Linked DNA regions of Mus musculus: region 1 is linked to region 2. Evidence: chromatin contacts called from public Hi-C data. All regions are on one chromosome and are shown on one strand. The core of a region is the stretch at or near the end of the contact, and the rest is flanking DNA. Distances in the headings are between cores, read along the strand shown. Region 1 holds the start of Trpm1 (transient receptor potential cation channel, subfamily M, member 1). Region 2 has its middle 29 kb from the start of Gm45988.

Evidence for each region. A called contact is a pair of places that touch in the nucleus more often than the background predicts.
Region 1: a contact with region 2 is called in a Hi-C map of CD8 T cells, with 2.2 times the contacts expected there. The contact joins the promoter of Trpm1 here to the enhancer-like site in region 2. A contact is called at or near these places in 2 of 39 promoter capture datasets (macrophages and pre-B cells), 10 of 484 Hi-C or Micro-C datasets (CD4 T cells, CD8 T cells, cerebral cortex and 4 more), 6 of 115 datasets of contacts at active chromatin or transcription factors (the 230-238 cell line, CD8 T cells, double positive thymocytes and 3 more) and 2 of 9 other capture datasets (adipose tissue and liver).

Annotation. Positions count from the first base shown.
Region 1 is chr7:64,152,394-64,155,093 of GRCm38.p6, forward strand. It overlaps Trpm1 (transient receptor potential cation channel, subfamily M, member 1), which reads left to right and starts at 1,442. Exons shown (of 27, transcript NM_001039104.2): 1 at 1,442-1,713. The coding sequence starts at 1,639.
Region 2 is chr7:64,100,577-64,103,276 of GRCm38.p6, forward strand. No RefSeq gene overlaps it. Among named protein-coding and RNA genes, the nearest start is that of Gm45988, 29 kb to the right of the region's middle. Within about 2 kb of position 1,260, at least 25 of the 459 cell types and tissues checked have an H3K27ac peak or open chromatin away from gene starts, as enhancers often do. A contact at or near this core is called in CD8 T cells, double positive thymocytes, effector CD8 T cells and 1 more, where this site is marked.

The DNA.
Region 1 (2,700 bases), core at 192-2,691, 52 kb after region 2:
CTAGGAAGGACCAGCTTCAGCAGAAAAAGGACTGTCACCTGCTTGTCTTGATTGTGTTCCCAGAACCTGTTTGAAATGACCGTGGTAAAAGCTTGAACTGCACTGACTGAATGGTGGCAGGGAGTGGAATGGGTTAGGGAGTGCACAGCCAGCACTCCTTGGTAGGTATGTGCTGGGAAGATCCTCTTCCTAGTCTTCTAAGCCAGACTTCTAAAGGCTGTGGCTCTACCTTCTGAACCCCCACAGCCAAGCAGTTCTCTTGGGGCAAGAAGCCACACCCAGGGAGGAGAAAGTTGGATCTTGGGTTACATGGTTGGCAAGTTAGCTTTTACTTACCTCTAGCCTTGTCTGTCTGTATTGTGTGCTCATTTTCTTTTTCTATGCCAGTGGGGCTCCTTCTCTATGTTCTGTGAGCCTTGTTTTTTCTCCTCTGTACATTAGCTGATACAAACACCCAAGGAAGTCATCTTGAGAGGGTGACACATAGGTGCACTAGAATAGACCTAGGAGAACTGCTGGATTGATTTGCTGTGTACCACTACCCTTCCCCTATTCCACACAGCAGCAGAGAAGACCTGTGTCCTGTCCTAGTCTGTGTTTTTAAGAGGGAAGACCATACCCCTGAAATATGATGGACAGATCCCTCACGTGGAACACAGAATGGATCTGAGATGGACACGGGGCACACACAACAAGGTATACTGTTTTGTTACCCAGTTCATGGGAGAAAGCATCCCCATTGGCTTCTAGGAGGGAGCTTCCATCTACCCAGTCTAGGCCTAAAAACTCAGCCTACTGATATATGAATGCCATGGGAAGCTGGCCTCAGTCTTTGCCAGTCAGATTTTGTCAACTTGACACAAGTGTTATTTGGGAAGAGAAACCTCAGTTGAGAAATTACCTCCCTCAGGTTGCCTGTAGGCAAGTCTGTAGGGTGTTTTCATGACTATTGATTGATGTGGGCAAGCTCAGCCCACAGTAGTGTTTGTGGAGTCACACTTGGGGGCAGGTGGTCCTGGGGTGTATAAGAAAGCAGGATGAGCAAGCTATGAGCAACCAAGCCTGTAAGCAGCATCCCTCCATGGCTTCTGTACCTCTATGGCTTGAGTACCTGCCCTGACTTCCCTCAGTGATGACCTGAGAGTGGTAAGTTGAAATAAACCATTTCTTTCCCAACCTGCTTTTCATCATGGTATTTTATCTGCACCATAGAAACATTAAGACATAGCCCAACAAGGGGCCTTGGGCACCAGTGCTGAAGGTTCTCACATTTCACCTTGCTGGATCCCCAAATCCTCATCATGTGCCCACCCCAAACCCTCTGCAGTCACCACTTTCTCAAAGTAGATTTTACTTCCAATTGCCATTTGCTAAATCTGCCTCCTAAAAACCTTGCGGGGGGAGTAGGGATTAAGGCTGATTACAGATGTTACAGAAGCTATGTAGTCTCTGAGCACTGGGTGGGAGTCCAGCCGGAGGGTGAGAAGCAGTCCAGCTCCTTCTGAGCTGACTGAGCCATCAATATCATCTCAAACTCTGAGCCCTGCTGTCCAGTCTCATAAAGAGGACTCTCTTACCTCAGCTGACCAGGGCCTCCCATGCAGCAGGCTGGACCTCACAGGGAATGCAGAAGCACCCATGGGGTCCATGAGGAAGATGAGCAGCTCCTTCAAGCGTGGTTCAATCAAGAGCTCCACATCAGGGTCCCAGAAGGTGAGTGAGCTTTGTTTGAGGCCCAAGGGCAGATGGATAGCAAGGTCAAGGGACATGGGTCTCTACTCTGTTTGATTGCTGCTCCAGTGGGCTCTCGTCTTCCAGGTGTATGTGTGTGTGTGTGTTATGTATATATACTTTCTACTGCATCAAACTCCTTTCTTAGGGGGTGACTCCACATTTCATGCCTCTATGTCCCATGTCTGATGTCTTCATTCTCTCACTTTCAGGATGTTGTACTGGTAGCCGTGGCCAGTATCCTCACGGCTCTGAGCCATGACATCCCTTGTCTCCACACGGGGCACTGTGAAAGGGTTCTTATGTGGCTTGCTTGTCCTTGCTTTGCTCTGTTCCAGATTTATAGAATTACTGAGGGGACTTAGAGGTATACTGCTGCTTCTAGAAGACGTGAGGGTGGCCCTGAGTGAGCCCTGCGTTTGGTATAGGTTTCTGTGGCCTCTGAGCAGGCTGAGTGGACGTCCCATTCTGTTAAAGGCCACTTACTGTGTTAGGGTCACTTGTCTTCTGCACCTGGTCTGTCTAAGGCAACAAAAAACTAGCCTAGGAGTAGGTGGCCTTCAGTACCCTGGGCTGCAAGAATGGGTCCTTTGGACCCAGGTTACCATGGCCCATACAACTGGAGACCTGATTAAGAAAATCAGACACAAGTTAACTGTAAAGTTAGGATCTTGTGGGCTATGCCCTCGGATGGAGACACACTATGTGCTTGGTTACTCAGTGTGTTTGTTACATACAAAGTAAATGAGGAGGCAGGTCAGCTAGTGTGTGTTTATTATATACGGTATGAACAAGGAGACTAGCCAGCTAATGTGTGTTTATTATATATAGTATGGACAAGGAGGCTGGTCAGCTAATCTTGGTAGATGGTCTCTATAGAGAAACGGCCTCAGGGGATTTGACCATGAAGTAATCTGGGATGAAAAAGCTCTGTACAGTTTGCACTACTCACTACTGTTTTTTAGCTAA
Region 2 (2,700 bases), core at 10-2,509:
GCTTCATTGTGACATCTCAACATTCCATCTTGACTCAAAATGCTGCAAACTGCCATTGTAGTGCTGTGCCGTTTCATTACAATGTCTTATTGTTTCATCACTATAGTATATTGTGATGCCACAGTGACCCATTGTGGTACACAAATGCTCCCAGTGCCATCGCTATACTCCCGTGCACCATTACAATTTTGCACACAACTCCATTTGCTATCACAGTAGGACACAGTGACATCACAATGCTCCATTGTTTTAACAGAGTGCTCCACTGTGCCATGGAAATGCAGGAGTGTGGTATCACCAAGCTCAGTGGTGACATCATGATCTTTCATTGTGTCATAATGATACTTCATGGTGTCATCACAAAGCCAATGTTGTGATGTCATAATGTTCTCCAGTGTAATCATCTGCTGATTTGTAATATCACAGCACTCCATTTGGCCATCACAGTGATCCATCTGTTGCCATAATGATATAACATCATAGTGACTCATTTTGTCTTCGCGGTGCTGTGTTTTATTATGTAGGTATGCTCCATTGTGCCAACACCACATTCCAAAGCGTGTGTGTCTGCACAAGTAAGTGTATGAAGGCCAGAGGTCTGCCTCAACTGTCATTTTTTCTTGTACTAGTCTGGAACTTGCCAATAGGCTAGATTGTCTATATGCTCCTGTTTCTGCCTCTTGGAGCTGGGATTACAAGCACTCATTACCACTCCTGACTTTTTAAATGTGGGTCCTGGAGATGGGACTCCCATCTTATGCTATCAGAGCTGTCTCCTAAGACTCACAACGCTGTGTTTTTTTGTTTTATTCACAACTAGTTGCAAAGACTTTGTTTATCTTCCCAGGCTATTTTTTTCCCTCATTGCTCAAACTGAGTAAATTTCATTAGTCCATTTGCATTTTCACATAAGTTCCTTGAGTGGATTGTTATCCCTTTTGCAGTAGCTTTTCAGTTTTGTAATTAGCACTTGGTTATTTTTATAATTCCTGTTTCCTTGTTGAGGTTTCGTTTGCAATTAATTACTGAATCAGTTTTGATCATGACTGCTTAAAATGTTTCTATTAAATAATTCTAAGACCTGATTCTTTCTTCTCAGTGCTATAGTTGATTACTCTTTTTTCCAAATTTCAGTGTTCTTGGTTCTTAGTATGCTGGATGTTTTTGTCATTGTAGTGTGAAAGGCTGACTCTTCTCTGAGGACAACCCAGACCACACCTAACTTTTCTCTATTTGTAGTTATGCTGTTAGGTTCAGCAGTGCAGGTGTGACCTGCTTTGTGGGCTGCGGTTGCCTGACATCTGATTTTCAGAGCCTTTGTGGTGCTGTGTCTGTTTGCCTGTTTTTGTTTTTGTTTTTCTCATGTGTCTTGCTCTCCCATGGGTTCCTTTGGGTGCTGCTTGAGAACTCAGAAAGACCCTTTTCAGCCCCAGCTGTTGTTTCTAGAAGGAAGAACTGTCCAGCCTTAAGAGGCCAAGTGTTCTTCCTGGGCTCTGCACTTGTGCAGGGAAGGAACACTTGTTTTGTGGCTGCGTTTATCTTGACTGCACTGTTCACTATCTGGTGTCACAGTCCTGGAGGGACAAAGATGTTTCCTGGGATGAGCTCTTGACAAGGTGAAATCCTCTTTGCCGATGCAGGCCACCTCTGTTCTTTCAGGGCATCTCCCATGCCATGAAATGAGAGGTGGGGCGGTGTCCTTGGACTTGCTGGGGAAGGAAAGCCCTTCCACAGGGTGCTGATCACCAGCAGGGTCTCTGATCAGCTCGCCTACATTTCTGCTGCCGTTGATGGCTTTGCTGATTGCGTTGGTTACTTTTGTGCGGTTGTACTGGTCTCTGTTGTGATTTGAATATTGAACATTCCCCACAGAGTCATGAATACAGATGGTGGTGCTGTTTTGGAAGGTTGTCTATTGTAGATGGTGGGGCTTCACTGCAGGAAATGAGTTACAGTGAATCTTGAGGTTTTTATAGCCTGGCCACACTTTCTGTCCTCTCTCTGCTTCCCGACTACGGTTACAAGGGTTCTAGGTACCCACCCTACTGTAGGTAGCCATGCTTTCATCATGGTGGACTATATCCCTTCAAAACCGTAAGCTAAATTCAGGCCTGCAAGATGGCGCCAGGAGTAATGGCTTTGGCTGCCAAGCTCCCAAACCAGAGTTTGATTTTCAGAACCCACGTGAAAAGAACTGACTCCAGCAAGTTGTCCTCTGACTTCACATGCACGCTGTGGTATAGGCACAGAAGAGAGTTCCCATTCCAGAGAGGACGATAACAAGAAAGAAAGAACCAACATAAGACCAAACTCCAGAAGATCAAATCCTACAGCCTCATGTCTGACATTCAGGGCACAGTGTCATCACCAGGGCTCCAACCGTGTTGAGCAGCTTATGTTCCTACATTTATAACATACATGGCCTCTCTCGAGTCTGCTACACCCAGTGCCTAAGCCATCCCTTATTGCAGGATTTTCCCTGTCCAATTACGTTACTGCTGAGGAGGCCTGTGATTGGACAGGGAAAAGGGAGGTGGAGCTAATAGTAGCAGAGACGGAGAGCTCTCAGAGGAGGAGAAAGGAGAATGGAGGCAGATATGAACCAGCGTGGCTTGAACCAGCCACAGTTATGATATAATAAGGTTAGAATAATTGGTATAAAGCTTTTATCATTATCAATTGGCTCTGAAATTATTCTAT